2 separate regions of the Mus musculus genome follow, and region 2 is linked to region 1. The links are chromatin contacts, called in public ChIA-PET maps. All regions are on one chromosome and are shown on one strand. Each heading gives the region's core, a stretch centred on a gene start, on an enhancer-like site or on the middle of the called end of the contact. The rest is flanking DNA. Distances are from core to core; before and after follow the strand shown. Region 1 overlaps Peli1 (pellino 1). Region 2 overlaps Vps54 (VPS54 GARP complex subunit).

Region 1 (6,074 bases), core at 3,215-5,714:
GTTTGCAGCAATTGGTTCTTTCCTTTCACCACGTGAGGTCCCAGATCAAACCTCAGTCAAAGGTAAGCACCTTTACCCACTGAGCCATCCTGCCAGCTCCCTCCCTTCGTATATTTAGAAAAAGCTTTCTATATCTGCTTACATTATTTTATCCAGGGTCTTTAATTATACTTTGTAGAAATAATAGGGAAATGGACAACTTTGTTCAGTAAAGTGGCAGACAGACAAATGTACATTTATCTGTTTGTGTCAAATACAGAACCATTGACATGTGTTTCATGTGATTTTCTTGCTGTGTTCATGAAGACTTGGAAAATACTCTATTTAAACTGGAATCATTGTTCATGTTATTAACAAAACCTTTTTCTCTTTAGGAAATAATGCAAAAGGTGTCTCAAGGCTCCTGACCAGTGAACAGAGATTTGAGAAAGACAGCCAAGCTCATGTTTTCTCCTGATCAAGAAAATCATCCTTCCAAAGCCCCAGTAAAATATGGCGAACTCATTGTCTTAGGGTAAGAGCTCTGCATGATGAAACAGAACTGAGTATGGTGTGCTCATTTTGGTCTCTGGGTTAGAATTGCTGTTACTTTGTTTTTAAAAATTTGTACCTTACTGTATCCAGAAGAATTTAAAGCTAATTATAAGAAAATTTTTTAGTGACCGTATTTATGCCATCCTTGTAAGCATTGAAATACTACATGCAGACTGGAGAGACGCTCAGAGACTAACAGTAATGGCACTCACTGCCCTTACCTTCTAGTGGACCTGAGTTCAGTTTCCAGCACCCACATCAGGAAGCTCACAGTGGCCTGTAACTCCAGATCCAAAAGATGTTGGCACCCTCTTCTGACCTGCAAGCAAACACACACACACACACATAAATAAATAGATAAAAACCCACTGTAAACGCACTGAGTAGGCTTTACTTTGTCCTCACCCTGGGAAAAGGATTTGCATGTTCTCTCCCATTCTTTTTTTTTTTTTTTTTTTTTTTAAGATTTATTAAGTGGATATTAGCCCAAAACCTAGGATACCCAAGATATAAGATACAATTTCCTAAACACATGAAACTCAAGAAAAATGAAGACTGAAGTGTGGACACTATGCCCCTCCTTAGAAGTGGGAACAAAACACCCTTGGAAGGAGTTACAGAGACAAAGTTTGGAGCTGAGATGAAAGGATGGACCATGTAGAGACTGCCATATCCAGGGATCCACCCCATAATCAGCATCCAAACGCTGACACCATTGCATACACTAGCAAGATTTTATCGAAAGGACCCAGATGTAGCTGTCTCTTGTGAGACTAGGCCGGGGCCTAGCAAACACAGAAGTGGATGCTCACAGTCAGCTAATGGATGGATCACAGGGCTCCCAATGGAGGAGCTAGAGAAAGTACCCAAGGAGCTAAAGAGATCTGCAACCCTATAGGTGGAACAACATTATGTACTAACCAGTACCCCGGAGCTCTTGACTCTAGCTGCATATGTATCAAAAGATGGCCTACTCGGCCATCACTGGAAAGAGAGTCCCATTGGACACGCAAACTTTATATGCCCCAGTACAGGGGAACGCCAGGGCCAAAAAGGGGGAGTGGGTGGGTAGGGGAGTCGGGGTGGGTGGGTATGGGGTACTTTTGGTATAGCATTGGAAATGTAAATGAGCTAAATACCTAATAAAAAATGGAAAAGGAAAAAAAAGATTTATTTATTATACATAAGTACACTTTAGCTGACTTCAGACACACCAGAAGAGGGCATCAGATCTCATTACGGGTGGTTGTGAGCCACCATGTGGTTGCTGGGATTTGAACTCAGGACCTTCGGAAGAGCAGTCAGTGCTCTTACCCACTGAGCCATCTTGCTAGCCCTCTCCCATTCTTTTGAAACATTTTCTTTAACTACTTGGCCAACTACCAAAAGACCCTTTCCCTTTCCTGCTTCAGGTAATTTTATGTGCCTTAGTGTATATTTGTTCTATTGCCTTCTGAGAAAGTGTTAATTTGTGCATAAGGACCAGCTTTGTTTATACTTCTTGATAAGCAGACTTGTATAGCCCTGAGGGAGCAGTAAACTGACTCTGAAGCACAACACATCTGTTTACTTCAACAGTCACCTCGTTCATTTAAAAAAGCAACTGAAGAGTGAAGAAGAGGAAATTGCATTTCTTCAGTTACTTTAACCTAAACCTGGAATTGTAAAACATAGATGCAGTCTGTTAGCTAAGAAGTCTAGAAACTGAAAATTATGGAATCTCCTGTCCACTTGGTACTTATTTTTTGACTAAATGTTTGGCTCTCTAGACTTAGTTATGCTTTTGAGAGTCAGACTATTATAGCTTCTTGTTTATTTATGACCTTTTTTAAAATTTAACTTCATGTGTCTGGGTATTTTGCCTGCATATATGCCTGATGCCCAGAGAGGCCAAAAGGCAGCTTTGGATTCCTTGGGACTGGAATTACAGCAGTTGGTGAGCCACCATGTGAGCGATGGGAAGAACCTAGGGTCTCTGGAAAAGGAACGAGTGCTCTTAGCAGTGAGCCACCTCAGCAATTCCTGTTTATGACTCTTGACTGGAGGCCATACCTCCTAGGCTCCAATGTTTCTCCCTCAGTACTAGTGGTATTCCTGGGACCAAGTTACCATACTGGCCAAACTCGGCCAAACTTAGGTTGGATATGACAGACAGCACATACCTGTACCCACAGCATAAACTGTATGTATGTATGTATGTATGTATGTATGTATGTGTATGTATGTAAAAAAGAAAAAAAATACACACACATAACACAGTATTGCAAATTTAGGGCTACATAGATTTTTAATAATGTTAAATGATAAACAGCTTTTTAAGAAAAAGTATTAAGGATTAAATTATTTTGCTAGAAAACTTGTGAACTATTAAAAAGGGTGATTTAAAATTTAAAATACAATTTAAGCTGTCTTAAATTTAGAAATTTATCAGCTGCCGGGCATGGTGCCGCACGCCTTTAATCCCAGCAGTTGGGAGGCAGACGCAGGTGGATTTCTGAGTTCCAGGCCAGCCAGGGCTACACAGAGAAACCCTGTCTCGGAAAACAAAACAAAACAAAAAAATAATAATAATAACAATAATAATAATCAGCTAAGCGTTAGCAGTAGTAATCACCTTTGTATTTTCTTGGTAGCTTAAAATACAAATATGATTCTAGAAGTGAACTGGACAAGGTGGTCGAGAGGCATTCGGAAGAGGAATTAGTTGAGGCCCTTCAGAAGACAATGTGAGGGCAGTAACGAACCTACAGTAGGTCTGGTGACAATGTATGAGCTAAAACAGTGTCTTAGCCAGGAGAGCCCCCCCTTACAGAACCTGATAGCAAGACTCTATCTGAGCACATAGTTCATCCTCGCTGTCTCCCTCCATCTCTCCCTGCATTTACGGTGCTGAGGACCAGACTCAGCCTGGCGCATGGTAAGCATTGCTCAAATTTATGTAATTTTTACATATGGCAGTCACTGAATGAACTCCTCAGCTTTGAAATATGATTCTTTTTCCTTGTTAATTACTATTTCAGGCCATTTTGTAATCACCTCCATCATCCTCAAATCCTTCCCTATTTTCTACTTCATTTCTGCTCAGATAGAGCAGCTATATTTGAGAGGGTAAAGATTTTCATTAGGGTGAAGAAACAGTGAACAAGGAGTATTATTGTTGAATTGCTGCTTACGTCTCAAGGGAGCAGTAGGAATGGCACACATACAGCCCCAAGGACATGGTGTTCTACTTAATTTTCTATTGCTGTAGTCATATACTGGCCAAACTGACTTGTGGCAGAAAGGGTTTGTTCCACTTATACTTTATAGTCCATTATCACAGGAAGCCAGGGAAGGAGCTCAAAGCAGGAACTGTAGCAGAGACTGTGGAGGAATGCTACTTACTGGCTTGCTCAGCTTGCTTTCTTACATAACCTAGGACCACTTGCCCATGGGTAGTACCACCTGTACTGGGCTGGACCCTGCTGTATCAATAATCAATAATTAATGCCGCTCATACTGTCTTCTGAACACCCACAACAGACTATACTCCATTTCCCTCAAATGCCTCTACACAGTCAGTCTGATGGAGGCAGTTCTTCCCTGAGACACCCTCCTCCCAGGTGACTCAGCTTATGTCATATGTAGCAGTCATACATGGATTCATATTCTGGTTTGCCAGTGTCATTCTGGGACTTGAGAAAACTAATTGCTGTATGCCTGTTTAACCTAGCAGGTTTTGTTTGTTTTTGCTTTTGAGTGTAGGGTTAATTGACGTAGAGTTCAGTGCTTCCTGGGTGTGTGATACATGCCCAGATGTTTAAGTTTGTTTTCACTTTTCCGCACTTGTTTTATATGTCTTACTTGCTTGCCATGAGATTAACATGTGCTCTAGAGAAATGATTGGAAGAGTGAAGCAGCAGATGTAGATGTAACATAGTTGGAATAAAACTCAGTTGGATAGGAGCTGACAACACACCAGTGCTCTATTCAGGTAGTTAGGACTTTACAAGGCCAGACACTGCTTGTTTCAGAAGTTGAGCATTATGGTGTTGGGTTCACAATTAAAGGAGAATCTGTTTCAATTACTGCTGCAAAAAAATATACCTTAAAATATATCACAATATTTCTGTTACTCAGTTCTTGCTTATATAGATAACTTAAAGCTGTGTACAATACTTCTATGTGGTTCAAAACATAGCCAGACAGATCCTCATTTTGATTCAGACCCATGCAGCTGTTCTGGAGATGAGCAGTTGCTAGAAGGAATCTGCGGTCATCAAGGATTGAATGTACGTGGAGGCAAACAATAACTTTGCTTCATAGTAGTGTGATCCTTACAAGAGACCAGCTAAACTTTTTTTTTCCTTTCTTATCAGATATAATGGATCTCTCCCAAACGGTGATAGAGGAAGGAGGAAAAGTAGGTTTGCTTTGTTTAAAAGACCTAAGGCAAATGGGGTGAAGCCTAGCACCGTGCACATTGCATGTACTCCTCAGGCTGCCAAGGTAAGATAAAGTTGTAAAGAAGTTAACTTGGAAAGTTGAAATATTTTTATGTGTGGTCTGCAGTGCTTCACATTTCTGTTTTGAATTGATGGTATTTGAAAAGCTGCCATATGGAATTCCGCATTAAAAATGACAGACCAGAGGCAGGTAGAAATCAAAAGAAAATATCTTGATTCTCTAAGGCTGTCTGAGTTCTCTGGGTTTATTTTCTTCTTGGCATATGACATGCTTATGTTTTGCCCCACCTCCATGTGCAATGGGAGCACATTTTCAGCAGTGCCCACAGTGTAACTTCTCACCCTCGAGGCCTTGTCAGCCCTCCCAGCCCACTTCATTTCCTCACCAAGTTTTAGAGGCCAGGTGAGGAAATGTAACCGTAAGTTTAAAAGTAGTCAGTGTAAAAGTAGAGGAAGTTTTCAGTCCTCATTTTGCCTTGGAATTTCTCTTTCCAGTTTATAGCACAGACTGAATTAATTCAGTAATGTGGGGTCCAGATAAGAACAATTACAGAGTTCCTTGACTTCTAGAAGTTGTACATAAGCATTACATCATCTATGTTAGGTCCTTGTTAGGTTAAATAAATGAGCTGCATTAGAACTGGTAAATTGAAGTTGATTAGATTTCAGCCTTGTTTTATATCAAAGTTAGATATCAAGCCTTGATTTGGCTGCTCGTTGATTACTGTTTGAGAGCCGAAGAGTCTGTAGAAGGGCTGGTCTTCTAACCTGTTTCCTCCTGTTCCTTTGTAGAGAAGGCGTGTGTTCAGTAGACGCTGCAGCTCAGTCTGGGCTGCTCTGTAGTATTTGCGCATCTGGAATGTACCACATCTTCATTGTGCAGAACTGTCCCATGCATTACAAGATACTGAAATTCTTGGGTCCCGTGTACTAAAAGTCATTTAATCACTGCCATTATTGTTACAGTCAAACGCATTTAAGTATTTTCAAATGCCTCTTAGGTGTTTAATCTGGTCTCTGGTTGAGGACCACTGGCAAGGAGATGTTTATAATCTACCTCTAAAATACTTTCTCATTTTGTGTGTGCACATGCAT
Region 2 (5,698 bases), core at 1,977-4,476, 160 kb after region 1:
TTTTCCAGGAACCCACATCGCTTACTGCTCTGGTGATTTTTCTTTGTTCTCTCCCGTCCTGATCCTTTACTTTATATTAGTAAAGATGTGTTGGCCTTATGCATTGGTTTCTCAGAGATGTGAGTTTCTTAGTGGATTACATTGCCTTTCCAAACATCACTTGTAAAATATATGTTTTGAAATTATTTCACATTTACAGAAAATTTGCAATAATAGTATGAACACTGTCAAAAATCCTCCATTCCAAGGCCTCAGCTCTGAATAATCTGCCACATGACCCCATCTCACTCTCTTCCCTTCCACCCCTTCCCCTTTCTCTTTGTATCTGCACTCAGACATGATGCCTCTTTACCCCAGATGCTAGAGTCCGCCTTTGATAACCCAGAACATTGTCTTACACAATTCAGTAATAACTGTAATAACTGCTATCGAAAAAGACAGAGCAAAAACTGTAAATGCTTTCTGTTCCAAGAGCATAGTTTGTATTACGTTGTTAAGGATAGCAAGACTTAGTACTGTTGCTTATGTGTAAATCAACCTGGGGTCCAGAGTTCATGGAGCTCACATTTTACTTACATCAGTTTATTACAGTGTTTCCTTCCTACTGAAATACCTGAAATGCACTAGCAAATGTATATATTTTGTCTGTGTTTAGGCTAATATCTTTATATTTACTAGTTATTATTATACTATTAAATCTATATTAACATTATGTATTTTGACTGGGCATGGTGATGCACAGCTTTTTCCCCAGCATTTGGGAGGCAGCGGCAGAGGCAGGTGAATCTCTTGAGTCCAAAGTCAGCCTGATTTAAATAGTAAGTTCCAGGAGAGCCAGAGATACAGCAAGACCCTGCCTCAAAATAACAACAACAACAACAACAACAACAAATTCTGTATCTTAAATAATTTTATTTATTTTGGAGTTAGGAGATCTTCACTTGAGTGGACGGCTGTCCTACCCTCATTGTGGCTTCCGTTTGCATCTGAGGTGCTTTTTGTTTCTGCATTTATCGTTTCTACGTAGCCTAGCAGTGAGGAGGAGAGTGCAGGGGACTGGGATTCTCCTTGTTTTGTTTTGGTTCAAACTTTTGAATTTGGTATACAGTGCACTTGTGGGACAAAAGTTAAATTCTAAATGTTCAGCTCAAATAATTATTCCAAAATGCAAATATTTCATCAAGAAATATTGTCAAGAAATGGAACAGTATCAGCTCTCTAGAAAACTTACCCTCCCCTGCCCTGGCTCTAATCAATTTCATCTGGAATCAAGTCATTAAAACTATTAGTGTGTGTGTGTGTTTTGTTGCTTTCATTTTCAGTTGTATATCATAGAACCACACTTTTGTGTTTATCTGCTTTCTTTCCTTCAATATTATGTGTGTGATAAGTGCATGTAGTGGGACTTTATTTGTATACAAAAATAATGTCCTATGACAACATCACAATACAAAAGTCATTCTGCTATTGATAAGATTTGGGGTTATTTCTATTTTTAGGGATTGGCCTGCCTTTGGTGATTTCATGAATTGCTGGTTCTTATGCATACTATGCACTGTTAAATCCTTAGCTTTTAAATGCTTGTCAATATTTTTGTTGTACACGCTACAAACAAATGTTGGAAAATATATATGCACATATAGACACCAGGAATGGAGACGGACACATGCACACGTGTGTGTGCGCGCGCACACAATCACTGAATATAATGGGCTTACATTTTAGTTGAGTGCACAGCCAAAAAGGACAGCCAACACATGAGAATGCAGGAGAATTTGTTGCCTGTAGGCAAGAGATCAATTTTAAAAGATGGCATTCTCTTAAATGGGGGGAAAAAAAGGTAAGGAATTTATATAGAAAGTCTATACGTATTCATATGGGAATAAACCGTGGGGCAGGCACATTTCTGAGCATATTCACTGTAAAATACACATAACTGGGCATTCTCAGTTAAGGTTATAATTCAAGAGGAAAAGACTGCAGAAGGGAAGGCCCTGGACACACCAGTCTGCCCTGTAAAAGCAGAAGCGGGAAGGTTCTCTGGGTTTTTAGCCTCATGTGCATTTGCTCATTACTTAGAGTCCTGTCAGGAAGAGTTCCATTGCCTCACATCTTCATTCACTCCCCTCACTCTCCCCATTTGGTAGTCTTGTACATGTTGGCTGCTCGGAGTCTAGGTTGCAACTGTAGGAGTTTTAGTTTTGTCCTGGTTATTGGTAGGAGAACACCTTTCCGTGTACTTACTGTCCCTTTTGATAGCTTCTCCTGGCAAGTGTATAAAGAGGGTCTTTGCCTGTCTGCCCCCCCCTCCCTCCCTCTTCCTTTCTTAGTGATTTGCTGGAGTTGCTTGTGTAAGCACATGTCTGCTCTCCAACCATATTGCAAAATCATCTACCACTTTGTGAATTCCTACTTCATTCTCTAGTTAAGGTCTTTTTGGTTAAAAAAGGCTATTAATTTTAAATATGTCCCTTTGACAATTAGATTGACAGTTTCTCTGTAATTGTTTTGTATCATGCAAGATTTTCTTCCTTTTTTTCCTCCTATACCTAGATAATCCTTTAGCTCATTTAGCTAAAATGCCATCTTCCTTACTGTTCTGTATGTAGTACCACTGTTGCTATAAACCAGATACTCAGAGAAGTGTGTAGTCATTACAGTTCATTCCTTCGTTCGTTTGTTCTTTCTTTTTTTTTTTTTTTGTTTTTTTGTTTTTTTGAGACAGGGTTTCTCTGTGTGGCCCTGCCTGTCCTGGAACTCACTCTATAGACCAGACTGGTCTCGAACTCAGAAATCTCCTGCCTCTGCCTCCCGAGTGCTGGGATTAAAGGCGCCACCACCATGCCCGGCTATCATTACGTTTCTTATTCTGTGATAAAGCACCATGTTCACTGCAGTAGGAGAGAGTTGACCTGGCATGAGGGAGGCCCTAGCTTCACTCTCCATCTTGCTCTTGTTTTTTAGGAACATGGTCTAGAATTTGTACTTTTTACTGTCACTTCCACAGCAGAGGCTAGGATGTGACATATGACTCGCTCTGTAAAAGAGCTTGAGAACTAGAGTCTTTAGTTAGTTGTCTGTCTGTCAGTTAAAGATACTTGTGCAGCTAAAGCCGTTACTGTGGCAGGGGAGAGAAGTATTGAAAGCAGCTAGCAGCTTGCTGTGACATTTGACAGTCTTAAGCCTGCATCACAGTTGTTTATGTGGGTTTATTTCCTGTCCTCATTGTCTGTCACTTTAGAATCTTCTCTGGCATTCCTTCATTGCATGTTACCACAGGATGAAACATAGGCACTGTCTATGGTTCTGCTTATGTTCAGCTTATACACCAGTGCCTGAAAGCTTGCCACTCAACTCGGAGGTGACAGGGAAGTTAAAAGCAATTAAACTCAAAGAGCTTTTCTAAGGAAAAATTACAGCTAATTAAACAAGATCTAAGAACATTCACACTTTTGGTTAGGCCACTGCAGTATTTAAAAACTTTTTATTTACTGTTTTCTGTTTATGTCTTTGTGAGTTAGTAGCATATGGCTAAGGGTTCTAAATTCATTAGTGATTCTGTTACATGGCAAATTTTTAGTAATCCTTTAGAAAATAAGACCTCATTTCAGTAGGAAATTTGAACATCTAAATGAGCATTTTTTGGTTGGAATTGGCATTAGTACCAGACTGTTTTTATATAAATAAGTGTTTTGAGCATTGGAGAGGAAACTCAAGTCAGCAAAAAGAGTTTTACATCTGAACACAGGTCATACGTTGGATGTGGAGGTGTGCTCTTGAGATCGAAGTGCTGAACAGGCAGAGGCATGGAAATGACTAGCCAACTTGCCTAGCCAACTTGCCTAGCCTACTTGCTGAGCTAGTGTGAGGCTCTGTGTCATAAACGAGGTAAATGGTCCCTGAGGAAGGAAACCAAAGGTTGCGTTCTGGCTCCATTTGTACCCACTACATCTGTCCCGTCCCCCTAATCCCTGAAATTATGGAACAGAGGAAGTTTAATGAATTAGAGACCAATTCTAGATTTTGGTCTTTCTCTCTTACTATTGCAGCTGTGGGTTGATCATTTAAACTACTGAGGGCCACAGTCTACCTGACTCAGTAAAATTATACAAGACTGTTTTGAGAATACCTTAAGACTATTAACCCTGCTGTTATTCTAAGACACTAGTAAATAGGTTTAGCGATATAATTTTGAGGGATAATAAACTTTCTTCAATATCATAACCCAGTAATATAAATCAGAGCCTGCTAATAATAACTTTGAAAATTGTCTTATTCCATCGAAAGGGCTATAAATGACACAGGCACTTAACTTGGCTTATTATGATGCTAAAGAATTGTTGGCATAGAATAAGTGGCATTTATTTATTTATTTTATTTTATTTAGACAGGGTTTCTCAGTATAGCCCTGGCTGTCCTGGAACTTGCTTTGTATGCTAGGATGTCTTTGAACTCAGAGATCTGCCTACCTCTGCCTATTGAGTGCTGGGATTAAAGGTGCATGCTACCACTGCCAAGCTCTGTGGTCTTTATGCTTCTTGAATGGAAATATTTAGAAATAGAAAAATCTTGCATTTCCCCTCAAAATATAAACACAACTGTTTAATACAGCTTCCTTAAGGGCTCTGTCTTTCCAGTGCTAAGCACTAAGTTCAGTAAGTCCTCTGCCACTAAGTAACTTACACTCACAGGAAGAAAGAACCTACTTGCTATGAATGTCCTCCCTCCTCACTGGCCATCCCAGCTTGTTCCTCTCAGGGCATCACAGAGCTGCTCCTGCACAGCTGCCACCTCACCTCAGAACACATCTCTTCTGCTGTAATGGCTGCAGACTGCAGCTGCAGGGTGAGCTAAGTGGTAGGACTAGTACAGTAAAAAAGTTAGGCCTCTGAAATGTTACCTTGAGCACCATTAAAACTTATTAAAATGGACAATAGCTAGCCCAGAATTTTTTCCACAAATGTGAATTCTCTATCTTTGTCCTCCTCTTTGATACATCACATATGGAGAATACTGTGTTTCCTGATTAAATCTCATTGTCTCATCTTCAGAGTCAGTGAAGACATGAGGTTAACTGACTTGGAGCTAGGAAAACTAGCAAGTAACATCCAGGAGTTACTGTGTAATGCTTCAGATGTATGCCATGATCGAGCTGTCAAATTTCTCATGTCAAGAGCAAAGGTATTTTATTTTCATATAGTCTTGGAGATTCTTCTGTATATACAAAGTGTTACTTTAGAGATCTAAGTTATATGTAACTGTACCTATGTTCTGTCACAGTCTTATCCATCTTAACACTTGGAAAATTGATGGTATTATTGCTGTGGTCTTCTAAGGAGCTACTAAGATGTCAAATAATTAGAAAATAGAAATAGAAAATTATAAAACTATCCTTTTCCAATTATTTGTTTATTTAAAAGACTTAAAAATATAGCACCATAATAATTAATTTAAATCTAATATGCTGGTTTACCTACACACACAAACAAAAAGGTGTAACTTGAATATATTTGAGTTACTGTGTTACAAAGTGATGACCGGCTTTAGACATCTTCAGCTCTGTATGTTCCAAGTTTTGGATTCTAAAGTATTAGGAAATTTCAGCTAAAGTATAAATGTTTTAAATCATAAATATAATATGATACAACTAACATACTAGGAAAATAAAAATAACAGTAGCAGTTACTAAGCTCCGTCA

Evidence for each region. ChIA-PET counts read pairs in DNA pulled down with a chosen protein or histone mark.
Region 2: a contact with region 1 is called in an RNA polymerase II ChIA-PET map of effector CD8 T cells, with 25 read pairs. The contact joins two enhancer-like sites. A contact is called at or near these places in 1 of 484 Hi-C or Micro-C datasets (pro-B cells), 1 of 115 datasets of contacts at active chromatin or transcription factors (effector CD8 T cells) and 2 of 9 other capture datasets (adipose tissue and liver).

Annotation. Positions count from the first base shown.
Region 1 is chr11:21,135,672-21,141,745 of GRCm38.p6, forward strand. Peli1 (pellino 1) reads left to right here. Exons shown (of 7, transcript NM_023324.2): 2 at 375-514; 3 at 4,893-5,022. The coding sequence starts at 444. Among named protein-coding and RNA genes, the nearest start is that of Peli1, 47 kb to the left of the region's middle. Within about 2 kb of position 4,465, at least 18 of the 459 cell types and tissues checked have an H3K27ac peak or open chromatin away from gene starts, as enhancers often do. A contact at or near this core is called in effector CD8 T cells, where this site is marked.
Region 2 is chr11:21,300,600-21,306,297 of GRCm38.p6, forward strand. Vps54 (VPS54 GARP complex subunit) reads left to right here. Exons shown (of 23, transcript NM_139061.5): 13 at 5,052-5,181. Among named protein-coding and RNA genes, the nearest start is that of Mir1933, 41 kb to the right of the region's middle. Within about 2 kb of position 3,227, at least 17 of the 459 cell types and tissues checked have an H3K27ac peak or open chromatin away from gene starts, as enhancers often do. A contact at or near this core is called in effector CD8 T cells, where this site is marked.